2 separate regions of the Drosophila melanogaster genome follow, and region 1 is linked to region 2. A link is a contact called in public ChIA-PET data. All regions are on one chromosome and are shown on one strand. The core of a region is the stretch at or near the end of the contact, and the rest is flanking DNA. Distances in the headings are between cores, read along the strand shown. Region 1 holds the start of CG2641. Region 2 holds the start of Sp7 (Serine protease 7).

The links. ChIA-PET counts read pairs in DNA pulled down with a chosen protein or histone mark.
Region 1: an RNA polymerase II ChIA-PET map of the S2 cell line shows a contact between it and region 2, with 6 times the contacts expected there. The contact joins the promoter of CG2641 here to the promoter of Sp7 in region 2. A contact is called at or near these places in 32 of 107 Hi-C or Micro-C datasets (the Clone 8 cell line, the D17-c3 cell line, the Kc167 cell line and 16 more) and 5 of 6 datasets of contacts at active chromatin or transcription factors (the Kc167 cell line and the S2 cell line).

Annotation. Positions count from the first base shown.
Region 1 is chr3R:7,790,489-7,796,416 of dm6, forward strand. It overlaps CG2641, which reads left to right and starts at 3,581. Exons shown (of 4, transcript NM_141480.2): 1 at 3,581-3,832; 2 at 4,382-4,731; 3 at 5,105-5,660; 4 at 5,760-5,928. The coding sequence starts at 3,721. It overlaps CG10086, which reads left to right and starts at 145. Exons shown (of 3, transcript NM_141479.3): 1 at 145-353; 2 at 1,183-2,232; 3 at 2,391-2,995. The coding sequence starts at 239. The coding sequence ends at 2,635.
Region 2 is chr3R:7,758,394-7,764,599 of dm6, forward strand. It overlaps Sp7 (Serine protease 7), which reads left to right and starts at 1,393. Exons shown (of 6, transcript NM_141477.2): 1 at 1,393-1,530; 2 at 2,344-2,881; 3 at 3,614-4,000; 4 at 4,064-4,172; 5 at 4,242-4,528; 6 at 4,642-5,033. The coding sequence starts at 2,794. The coding sequence ends at 4,946. CG10919 reads left to right here. Exons shown (of 3, transcript NM_141476.3): 1 at 1-181; 2 at 234-356; 3 at 1,086-1,284. The coding sequence ends at 1,221.

The DNA.
Region 1 (5,928 bases), core at 2,331-4,830, 34 kb after region 2:
GAAGGAATTTCTCTCAACTGGCCGCGTTGCCAACTATCCAGATAGACAAATATTGCAGTGGGTTTTGTACTGAGTTGAGCCGATAAGATAATGCCAGCCGACGGTAAAACTGAAAATGAGAGTCCAGGCCATGTTAGCAATACAGTTGGCCCAGTTCGTGTTTAGCAGCGGGCGCGTTAGGATCGCTCGCAAATCTAAAAGCTCTGGAGAGGCATAAGCCCATTACCTATTCGCCAACATGTCGAAGAACTGCATGATAACGTTCGACCAGAATGAGCACGGCACCTACTTCACCGGCCAGGTGATAACCGGCAAGGTGATTGTCAATCTGAACAAGACCAAGAAACTGCGAGGTAAGTAAGACCAACTAGGATACCCCAACAGTACGGAAACTAGTGGGGGCTTTCGCTTATCGAGCGCGGCGTATCTTATCGCTTCGGATAATGTCAGGTTTGGCAAAAGCAAAAGATTCAACAAACCATTGAAATGGGTAATTAAGTGATAACTATGCGGACACTCCAAATGTGCGATAATTGATGATTCCTGGAGCCGAAGGGGAGCGATAACAACCTTACTTATAGTTGGGGATCTACCCAACGAATTATATTTTCTTTCGAGGAAATACCAGGGAACTTACTCACGGTTTTCGTCTGGGCTTTGCAGTGATATGGACAACAAGTTTTGTTGATTCTTCGAAATATATGTTTTCTACTTCTATTTAAAAAAAAAAAGGTTAATTTTTGTCTTTAAGTTATTTCATTTCCATTTTGCATCTGCGTGCTTGCAGCCCAAATCAAATATTTAAACAATTTGAATAATTTTATAGTGTGCGTCAACAGTTTCCGTATTAGTTAAATTTAAAATGCCCCTAAGACGCTTTTATTAACTGTTTTTGGAAATGTCTTTCAGTGCTTCTCGCTTTTGTTTTATCTTATCCTAATATTACCCCTACCTTATGAGGTAACCCAAAGAGATAAACAAAGTGAGCTAGTTTTATTAGGAAGCCCGTTGTATTTTTTTTTAACTTTTTTATTAAGGTACTGATTTCTTTGTCTATATTATAGCCTATATTATAGTATTATTATGGAAATATTATAAATGTTAGTCAGCACATCTCATATTTCTCTGTTAAGAAGTCATGTTATTGAAGATCTACATATTCTAATATTTCTTGTCTTTTAGGAATAAAACTGCAAATAAGTGGCTATGCGCAAGCCCAGTGGCGCATCCGCAGACATGGTAAGGCGGTGGCAATCCAAAACCCCAAGAAGCGATCAAAGCACCAGTACAGCGGGCGGGAGGACTATATAGCCTCCACCACTTACCTCATGGGTTCCGAGCAGGGCAGCAACTTTAACATGGACGCCGGCACGTACACCTACACTTTTGCTTGCCCCATTCCCAGCCACTGCCCCTCGTCCTTCGAGGGTGCCTATGGACACATCCGGTATCTGGCCAAGGTCACCTTTTTGAAGCCAGGAGCTTCCAATCGCACCCACAACGTGGGCTTCACTGTGCTAAAGCTGCTGGACTTGAACCAGGAGACCAAGATGCTCCGGGAACCGGCGAGCAATGAAGCCGTGGAACACTTTTGCCTGATGCACACGAAGCCCGTGCAGTTGAAGGTCACTCTCCAGCAGCAGGGCTATGTTCCGGGTCAGTTCATGTTGATCCACGCCCATGTGCGTAATGACTCCAGCTCCGATTGTCGGAAGCTACTGATCATGCTGCATTTGAGAGCCACATACACGGCGGATACGCCCTCGCTACGCACCACATCCGAGAAGATAATGCTGGTGAAGCGCGAGTGCGGTCCGGTGGCTCATAATGCGCAGAGGACTTACACGGAAACCCTGAGGATTCCGGCAACGGCGCCCACCTGCGAGCACCTAAGCAAGGTGGTGCGCGTATCTTACGAAGTGCGTGTGGTGGCTGTTATGAACTGGCTTATGGCTAATCCCCGGCTCATAATCCCTGTGACTATTGGCAACGTGCCCCTGGCAACTGCGGTGTCCGGACCGGACTTCCTGCCAACTAACGCCTTCCCATCTGGAAGTTCGCTGCCTGCCGACTTGCCATGCACCTCTACAAGGGCCATGGAACTGGCTCAGATGGCCGCAAGCGGGGTCAGCAACTCCGGCTACGAGATGGCCGAGGATCTAGAGGACTTCGAGCTTCCAGAGGATGGAGATGATGAGTTGGAGGCCGCCGACGATTTCGTACCAGATTTACGTGAGTACAAGAGAACAAAATATTTCTAGCTAGGACTTTGTTATGAAAGATGTTAAATAGAGCCCTTATGTATATGTTCTTTATATTTTTGTTATGCTATTGTGAGGCGATAGTTTCATTCTTCATTCTCCATATTTTTTATGTCATTTTTTCTATAGCTCCTCCTACCTACGAGCAGGCCATGTTCATGACCACTGATATTGCGGACACGGACGCGAACACGGTCAGCGAGGCCTCCCGATTTACTCCACGCTATCCGGTCTTCGATGTGGACACCTTCCAGAGCCCGCCGCCAAATCCTCCCCAGAAGAAAAGGCGCCGCCGACGCAGACGTCCTGCCGATCCTGGACAGTCGAAGCAACAACCGGAGAAACAACCAGTGGAGTCACCCGTGCAGATCTGAGGGCAGTTATCGCGAAAAATCACGACTATATCTTATCTCGGCAGTATTTATTTCTTTTACGGTTCGCCAGTGTACTTACCAAAATGTTTACTATATATGTATGTATATCGGAATGATAAACAACCCAGAATATAAAAGTGTCTACTGGGTGATACGCGATAAATTGCGACTATAGCCTAGACAACCAAGTCCATGAAGGCATTGAACTACAAATTTATTTATTCATTTATAAATTAAATTGAGTGGAGGACTTCTAGCTCAGTCCGTGAGTTTAAATACTTATGAGAGCTAGAAATTTTGATTTACGCATACATGCTCCCAATTTCTAATTCTATTGCTTGACAATTTCCATTAAAATGCAAAAAAAAAATGTATAACTTCCTCTCTATCTGAGTAACAGGTATCTGATCCGGCCCATTCCGAATTATATAGAATATATAGCATAGAAACGGACATGCATTTATCGCCTTAATACTGATCAAACATTCTCTCGACTGTCAAGATACCCTTTGGTTGCTACGCACCACGATAGAAAATCAGGAACTTCTTGGACTTTTGCGCGTTTGTAAATGAGTACAAATCATCATTAACAAACGTAATCAACTATCACAGACTTAAGTCCATAGACGACTTAACTTGATGTGATTCTTTTTCACCGTATTTCGTCCAAAAAATAATAACAACGCGATAATAACAACTCAACTAAACTAGAGCTTTCACAGAACCCACCTGATTTTTGTTTACAAATTTTTAGATTTGTTGTTGCCTTATTCTTCGTAACAAAACAAACAAAAAAGAGAACCGTTTATCAAAATCCGATGCCTCTCAATTTTGTTTTTTTTTTTTAGTGAGCGGAAGCCCCAAAAGCTCGCTCACCAGAAAAGCTTTGGCTCTCGCCAAGTGATGATGTCACTGACATCCCAGCTGTTGCAGACCGGCTATTCTCATTCTAAATTCTCACTTCGGGTGCGACGCTTGTCTGGTGCTAAATAAATTCACGTTGCGCGTCGCCAGTGAATAAGATCTGGAATTTCGAAATATATGTGCCAGCACCCACATACTAAATAATAGATTGCATTTCCAAAATGCCTTCCAGCTGCTCTTTTGAGCTCGATCGCCGCGAACCCATTTACTACAGTGGTGAGACGGTCAATGGAAGGGCCATTCTGACAACAACATCCGAAAAGTCTGTGAACGGTGAGTTTTAGTCGTTAAAAAGCGAATGGACTGATATGTTTTTAATTTGAGCGTAATCACTGTTGACTCTGTGATAACACCAAGCCGGTTTTATAGAATGCAGCAAACAAACAAGTTTGTTGTAGCGCCATAAAGTGTTTTGCTTCTTATATAAGAAGGATTTTAGCGACCATTTATGTGGCTTTAATTGTCTCAAATGTTTAATTCCTAGTATCCTAAATTGCATGCCCTGATGAGCTCAGTTCGCCCCTAACTACAAATTCATTGATCAATTTTTGCGTTTTTCAAATAGCCAATTCTAAAAACAAACTTGAAAGCTTTACAAAAGATAACAAAAGTATGTATACAAGCAAACAAGTATTTGATACAGTGCTCTGTATCAATTTCCATGTTCAGTTCCATTTTTGATTGGCGTAATCTCATTCTGCACTTACAGCAACTCCTTCGGAGTCCGAAGAAGGCTTTCACATACGTTCAACATATAAAGATTCGTTTTCGGATACAAACCATATTCAAATATCACTCTCTCTCTTTTCACTTTCTGATTAGAGGTATACATTCTTTTCGAGGGCGAGGCAAAGGTGCGATGGGATGAGCGGCGAACAAGGACGAGAGGTGGAAAGACCGAGCACTACACGGAGTATTTCCGAGGCAAGCAGCAGTACTTGTACACCCGGACATCGGTCTTTGGATCCGGGAATCTGCCGCCAGGTACGCACACCTACAACTTCTGCATTCCACTGCCCCTGGAATGCCCCTCATCAGTGGTGGCCCAGTACGGAAAAATCTTCTACGAGGTCTCCGTGGTCATCGATCGCCAGTGGCGCTTCAACAACGTCTTCAAGCAGCCACTGACGGTCATACAGACCTACAACCTCAACATGAGCCCCCAATTGCTGGTGAGTCCAAGGACAGGAACAGTTTACTAAAAGTTTAGATTGCACTAATCGGTAGTAAATCAATGCAGTTTTAAATTGTCCTGCGACAGATATTTAAGGACAATTAGACGAGTCATTCAAGTATAGAAACATTGCGTGCCTTATGGACGTAAATTCCGAAGTTATTAAACAAACAAGGGGTGTGTTCATTCAAACCAAAGCTATGGGACTAAATAAAAAATTTAAATAAATTAAAAATAAATTTTTTACGATCCTAACCTGTAGAAATGTAAACAAAAAAATGTTAATTAAACTTTAAAATTATATCAATAAGAGTAATTAGGTAATATTAGTTATTCCTAGGAACTAATAAATGCACACTCTTTTTCGACAGATGCCCCTAGTCCGAGAGGACATCAAGCACTTTTGCTGTTGGCCCTGCAGTTCAGGCCCGGTTCTATCGACATTAACAATACCCTTCGGTGGTTACGCGCCTGGTCAGAAGATACGCTTTACTCTGGAGATTGACAACCAGTCGAGTGGCTATGATCTGAATGGGATCGAACTGAAACTTAAGCAGATTTACAAATTCCAGGCTCAAACGCCGCACCACAAAACTCGCGAAAAGGAGCACAGCCTCAACAAAAGTTGCCAGCAGGAGCGCGTTTTGAGGCTCTCAAAGAAAAAAATTGAAGGAACCCTGGCTATTCCAGCAGTACCGCCCTCTTCCCGCACCGAAGGCATCATTTCGGTTAGTTACCAAGTTATCCTCACGATCAGCACTGGCGACTGCCACGTGGACTCGGACTTTGAGGTGCCGATTGTAATTGGCACCATACCATTGATCCAAAGTGCCGAGAATCCAGCCAGTGCAGCACAGTGGATACCGGAAACGCCGGACACTCCTGCCGGAGCCGCCGCAGATCTGCCTCCCAGTTATGACAAGTGCAGTAAGTATATAGCGAAATCATAGATACTCTTCATTTGAATTTGTAAATGCTTAAAGGTGCTTGATCATTGTATAATTCTTATACTATTCATGTTTTTAGAGCCACCAACCTTCGAGGAGGCCACAAACTTTGGTGAAAGGTTCATCGACATCGATCAGGATGAGCACAATCGCACGGATGACTTTATTCCGCGTTACCCCATGTACACCAACTTTGCCATGCCATCGGCTCCACCTCAACCCCCTGAAGAGTTCGCTACCAATCAACC
Region 2 (6,206 bases), core at 143-2,642:
GCGATGAGCAGCGGAACGCGTTTGCAGCCATGTATAGGCGCCACAAGGCTGACGCACAATATGTTAACAATAACTACGTTGATGATCCCGTGGAGGAGTACGTGCCTATTTATCAAACCGTATTCGATGACGACCGGGATCCCGTGCACGAGCCCACATTCTCTAAACACCGCATACCCCTGTAAGATTTCCAGCCAAACTTGTTACGGTCAAAATACTTCTTATTTCATTAGTCAGATACGTTGTCTGGAACGTTACCACAATTCCAAGCGGGAGTACGCCGATCAGTTCAAGCGGGAAATCAAACTTCTGATCGACAACCAGTCCACGGCGCAGGAGGCTTGGCAATTCGTAAGGTAAGCTGAAAATCTAGATTTAGTTACGCTTAATAATAGGTAATAGGTTTGAAAAGTAACAATCCAATACTCATTTGATTAAAGCACGCCTTAGGCAAACCCTTAATTGATCAGCCACTATTCGTATTAGTTCTCTTTTAATTTAGTCCTCACTATCATTTTTATTTCGCTATTTTTAGTTATAAATAAAGATAAAAGGATTAGAACCTGCTTCCAATAGAAATCGGTTCATTGTTCGACTCCCAAGTAATGTTCTCAGTTCAAGCTTTTCTTCATGGGTCACTTCAATAGATTTTATTTGCTTGTATTTCTATATTGTTTTTGACAATGCTGTCAAGAAAGTGTTGGAATTTATCCCTAGCTCTCCCACTAGCTGAGTAACAAGTATCTGTTAGTCGGGGAAATCGAGTATACCGTTCTCTATTTTGTTATTGTTGTTAATAGAAAAGAAGACGTTCATTGTGCGTTTCGTCACAATTTTTTCGTCAAAGTTTTTAATGTATTGTGTTTAGCTAAAATAGTTTTGAAAAGAATAGATCAAAAACATATTCTTTAGCCTCAGTCACTAATAATTGATAAAACTAAAGATTTTGAATTCAAAATACTAAAAAGTTTTTCAAAGTTTTTCATTTCTTTTGAGCCATATCATCTTCAATTGACAATCATTAGAAACCGTAAATACCAACTTTTCAAATTACTTTACTTATTTCCCTTTTGATTTTCTTACAGAACCATGGCCTATACCACACTTTGGCCGCCGCTGCACACAAGAAAAGAGCTCAAGATTTTCGAATTGGACTTTTGCAAGCTTAACCCTCAAGAGCAGAAGCGCTATAACAAAATAATGGCGACCAACTTTTCTTAGTCTTTAAGTTTTAATATATAAAATTTTATAATTTAAAAAAAAAATATATAAAATAATAAAAGCAACAAAAGTGTTGATGAAAACAATATCGTTCTGGGAATATAATAATTATCGGAAGCCCTCACAGTATTTCAGTATTTTTTATATATACTTTAAAGTCATTTAGTACGGCAACGTTACTAAAAATGGCGTGATTAACAAAAACGTGATAAGCAATAAAAAAAATATATCAAACGAAGTTTTTTCAGATTCCAGATTAATACACGCTTCCTTAACTTTGTAAAGGTTGTAAAATATGATCAAGTTTTGGTAGGTATGAGTGCAAAAATAAAATGCTGTCTGATCTTAACCAAAAGCCTTTTGAATAAAAAACATGAAGACTGTGCAAAAATGTTAAATTTTGATGCCACTTGTAAACATGTGCGCATTAAGGAGGGTGTTGAAATAGGAACTCAAAATCACGAAGGCACTTAACAACGCAAATAGTGAAGCTATTTAGTGAACACAGACTATTATATGTGACATAACAACCGGAAATTGCAGGATGATATGAAAAAGGTAAAATGCAACAACAAATACAGATAATCAGTAGCAAGAAATCATCGAAGTGTAGCACGGCAAAATAGGAGTTGACATGTATCTTTTAAGAAGACCTACCGAAATTTCAAACATCTTGATCCAGCCGGCCAAAACCGCATCTCTGTGCAATAATTCATCGATCGTGTCAACAAACTAGTTAGTGCCTACCAATGGGTCGAGAAGTCTCTACTACTTGCAATCTGTTCACGACACGAATCCAGCAAAGATGTAGCTCGATTCGTCTCCTGTGAAGCGTTGCAGAAGTACATTTCAATATGGGTAACGCCTGTTGTGACTTGAGGTATCTCGCCCTTCCATGACCAAAGGAGAAAAAGAATCCATGTTGTGAGAAATTTCAGAAGCCAAATAGAGTTTGCAAAGCTACAAATCTAAGTGGATGAGTATTTAGGAATTTTACATATGAAGACATTGTTCATCGGGCTGGATCACTGTTGAGGATCGACTTACAAAGCAAATTTTTGAATATTTTTGAATACATTTCACTACGTACAAAATATATACATTTAAACATAATATTTTCAGAGCGAGGCTGTTTTTGGGTCCAGCAAAAAATAATCTAAAAATGTTTTGATCTGTAAGAAGTACGTGCTTAGTGAGGTCTACCTGTATATAGGATCTGTACACTCTAGGGAGAAAGCATCAAAATCCGAGTACCAAAGCTTTTCAAAAGATCTCTTTCTTAGTTGTGATAAGCTCGGCTCAAGTCTCTTGATGGGCTTGAAAGCTTTACTCACGGCCTCTCTGGGACAGTATCTCTCAACGACGAATCGATTATCATCTGCGATCGCATTTAAAAAGTCTCTCGCCCGTTAATTCGCGATCAGTTGTCTCTGCGTATCGAAGGCGTTCGTAGTTTAATTTCGCTCTTCACGGTTCTCTGGTTCGAGGTCGACGCGCGTAATCGCAAAGACGCGTTCTTATTAAATAAGCTGTGAAATTTCTTATTAAAATTGGTGGGAAATATCCCAGAAGATGAAATCAACACGCAAAGTAGTTGGGATTTTTTTGGCCACCTGCCTGCTGCCTTTCACCGTTCTACAAAATGTTGCGGCACAAGGAAGTAAGTACCGAGCTATAAATATGTGATTCACTCAGAGCTGACTCATTAATTGAGACCGGTACTTATCCGTGTTAAGCGCAATAGCTTAACAGAATTCAATGCGGTTATCAGACTTGAACTTGAACAAATTTCCCATGTCAATGACTTAATTGAGCGCACTCGTGTATTCTTTCATTCTCCTCAATAAATTTTATGGGACCACTCGTCAAACAACATATTACATTATCAAGGGATTTGATTGATGTCAAAAAATTAATCGTATTTTTTATTATCAAGTAGCAACTCCTGACAATTTTAAATATCGTTCTTAATGCTTGTGTTCTCAAAAACGAAACATAATTGAAATAACGTATAAGTGCAATTTAAATGTTTATTAAACATAAACCAAATTCTTAATAGGATTTTTATAATTTGAAATTAATTAAGCTGCAAAATTAGGTCACTAATATTGACTACAATTATTGATAGCATAATCAAGCGAATTAAAATGTTTAATGAAGTCGTTTTTGACTTAAGTGTTTTGTTTTAATTCAACGACGTGCTGATTGATAGTATTATTGCTTAATTTATTTAAATTAAATAAATATTTATATTTAATTTAAATAGCTTTATCAGCAGGTTGATTTCCGAATTCAAAATTTCCCAAGTTGCCTTCATGTTTTATACCACTCTTAACTCATTTTGACAGGAGTAACTGATCTTCCTACTTGTGTCTTTAATTGTTATGTGTAGGTTGTAGGAATCCCAACCAGAAACAGGGACAATGTTTGTCCATATACGACTGTCAAAGTCTGCTTTCCGTGATTCAGCAGTCTTATGTCAGCCCGGAGGACAGAACCTTTCTTCGAAACTCACAGTGCCTCGATGGAGTAGGTCGCCAGCCATATGTTTGCTGTACAAGTGATCGCAGCTTTGGATCCCAGGAGGCCACCTCCGCAGCCCCTCCTCCAACGACTACCAGTTCAAGTTCACGAGGTCAAGACGGTCAAGCGGGTCTGGGCAACCTGCTGCCCTCGCCACCCAAGTGCGGGCCCCACTCCTTCAGCAATAAGGTCTATAATGGCAACGACACTGCTATTGACGAGTTCAACTGGATGGCACTGCTTGAGTACGTGGATAGTAAGTGACATCTTATATAAAATCATGTAACTTTAGTTAACGCATCTTTATCCATGTTGATAGACAGGGGACGGCGGGAACTCAGTTGCGGTGGCAGTTTGATCAACAATCGTTACGTTCTTACCGCCGCCCATTGCGTCATTGGTGCGGTGGAAACGGAAGTAGGTCACCTGTAAGTATTTACGTGGTTTGATGTTTATCCACGTTTTTAAATAACTAAATGAGTTGTGCCCCTATACAGAACTACCGTTCGGTTGGGGGAATACGATACCAGCAAGGACGTGGACTGCATAGATGACATTTGCAACCAGCCCATCCTACAATTGGGCATCGAACAGGCCACTGTACATCCCCAATATGATCCTGCCAACAAGAACCGCATTCACGACATTGCCTTATTGCGATTAGATCGGCCCGTTGTGCTTAATGAGTATATTCAGCCGGTTTGTTTGCCTTTGGTAAGCACACGAATGGCAATCAATACCGGGGAGCTCTTGGTGGTCAGCGGGTGGGGCCGAACCACAACAGGTGAGTTTGGATATTAAAGATACTTATATTCATTCTAAAGATATCAATTGAAGCTCTTGACCAAGAAGAATCTATAATTTCATAACTAATTGATTCAAATTCTTATTCTATAGCCCGCAAGAGCACCATAAAGCAGCGATTGGATCTGCCGGTGAATGACCACGATTACTGCGCACGAAAGTTCGCCACGAGGAATATCCACCTGATCAGTTCCCAGCTCTGTGTTGGCGGGGAATTCTACCGCGACAGCTGTGATGGCGACTCCGGCGGACCGCTGATGCGAAGGGGTTTTGACCAGGCTTGGTACCAGGAGGGCGTGGTCTCCTTTGGCAACCGCTGCGGACTAGAGGGTTGGCCAGGTGTCTACACTCGGGTAGCCGACTACATGGACTGGATCGTGGAGACCATTCGTCCCTGAGCAGCGGAACGAAGGCCGCTTTTGTTCTGATAATGTTTTAATTAAAGTCAAGTCGAGAGTGCTCTTTGGGCTGGGCGCCCATCCTTTAATTAACTTGCATTCAATGTGATTTTATCAGCTGCACTTACCACGCTGCGTATACTTAATGCGCTTACAGTCTAGCGCCGTTTGCGGTAATTAAAATCGCTGTTCCCCACTGGGATGGGATGGTGAGAGTTCAGTGGAATAACTTTCAAGATGCGGGCCAACTTGCCCAGAGGCACCTTCTTAGCGCCCCCAGCTATTTTCTATGCAATTTGGCAATGAATTTCTATTATGGAAGCAGTGCTTTTCAGAGCTTCCGGCGCTCCATCCGCAAAGTTTTCACTTGTTTGCTGGCTGATTGCACTGAAGGCGTGGCTAGGCTGGAAAACGAAGTAGACAATGGCTAGGCTCATTAATTGTGTGCACGCGGAAAGGTTAATGATGCCTGCAGGAACCGGTTAGCACGGACAAAGGGCTTGGGTTTCTTTACCAAATTTACAGAGTCCACATAACAGCTTTTTAATGCGGATCCAAATACAAGCGCAAGAAGTAAACGAGGATCGCAAAGGAATTTCAAACAACTTAACATATATATATAGTTGTTATAGTTTTATATAACATATATAGTTATAGTATATCCATCTTTCCTTCTTAACACGATGGATTTAAAGACGGCCGAATAAATGAATAAATAAATCCGAGCCCTGATAACCGAATCCCATCTCTAGTTGGACATACGCACTGTGTAAGAATATTTCTTTATTTTTTCTTTTATCTTTTTTATATTTTATTTTTGAGAAAATTCATTGCGTACACATGGAAAAAATGGATCGAAAGCCATTCATTTCCTTAAACCTATAAAAATTTGGATTGAAGACGGAAAGAACTTATCTAATAAAATGTTGGTTCTTGGAATAATTAAAAAAATCTGTATGAATAAACCACGAATTGGTGTTATTCTGAGTACAATACTTTTTTATTTCAGCATAATTAAATACGTTGATTCAGTTATATTATCATATATAAGTAATATATATATATATATACATTACATTTTAAAAAGATAACGTACTTGAAACCATATCCACTTATTATAGAGGAACTAGTATGCATGATTTGTTATCCCCGTTACTCGTAGAGTAAAACGGAACACTAGACTCAGTGAAAATTATGTAACAGGCAGAAGGTAGCGTTTCCGACCATATAAAGTACTTATATTATTGATCAGCATCAATA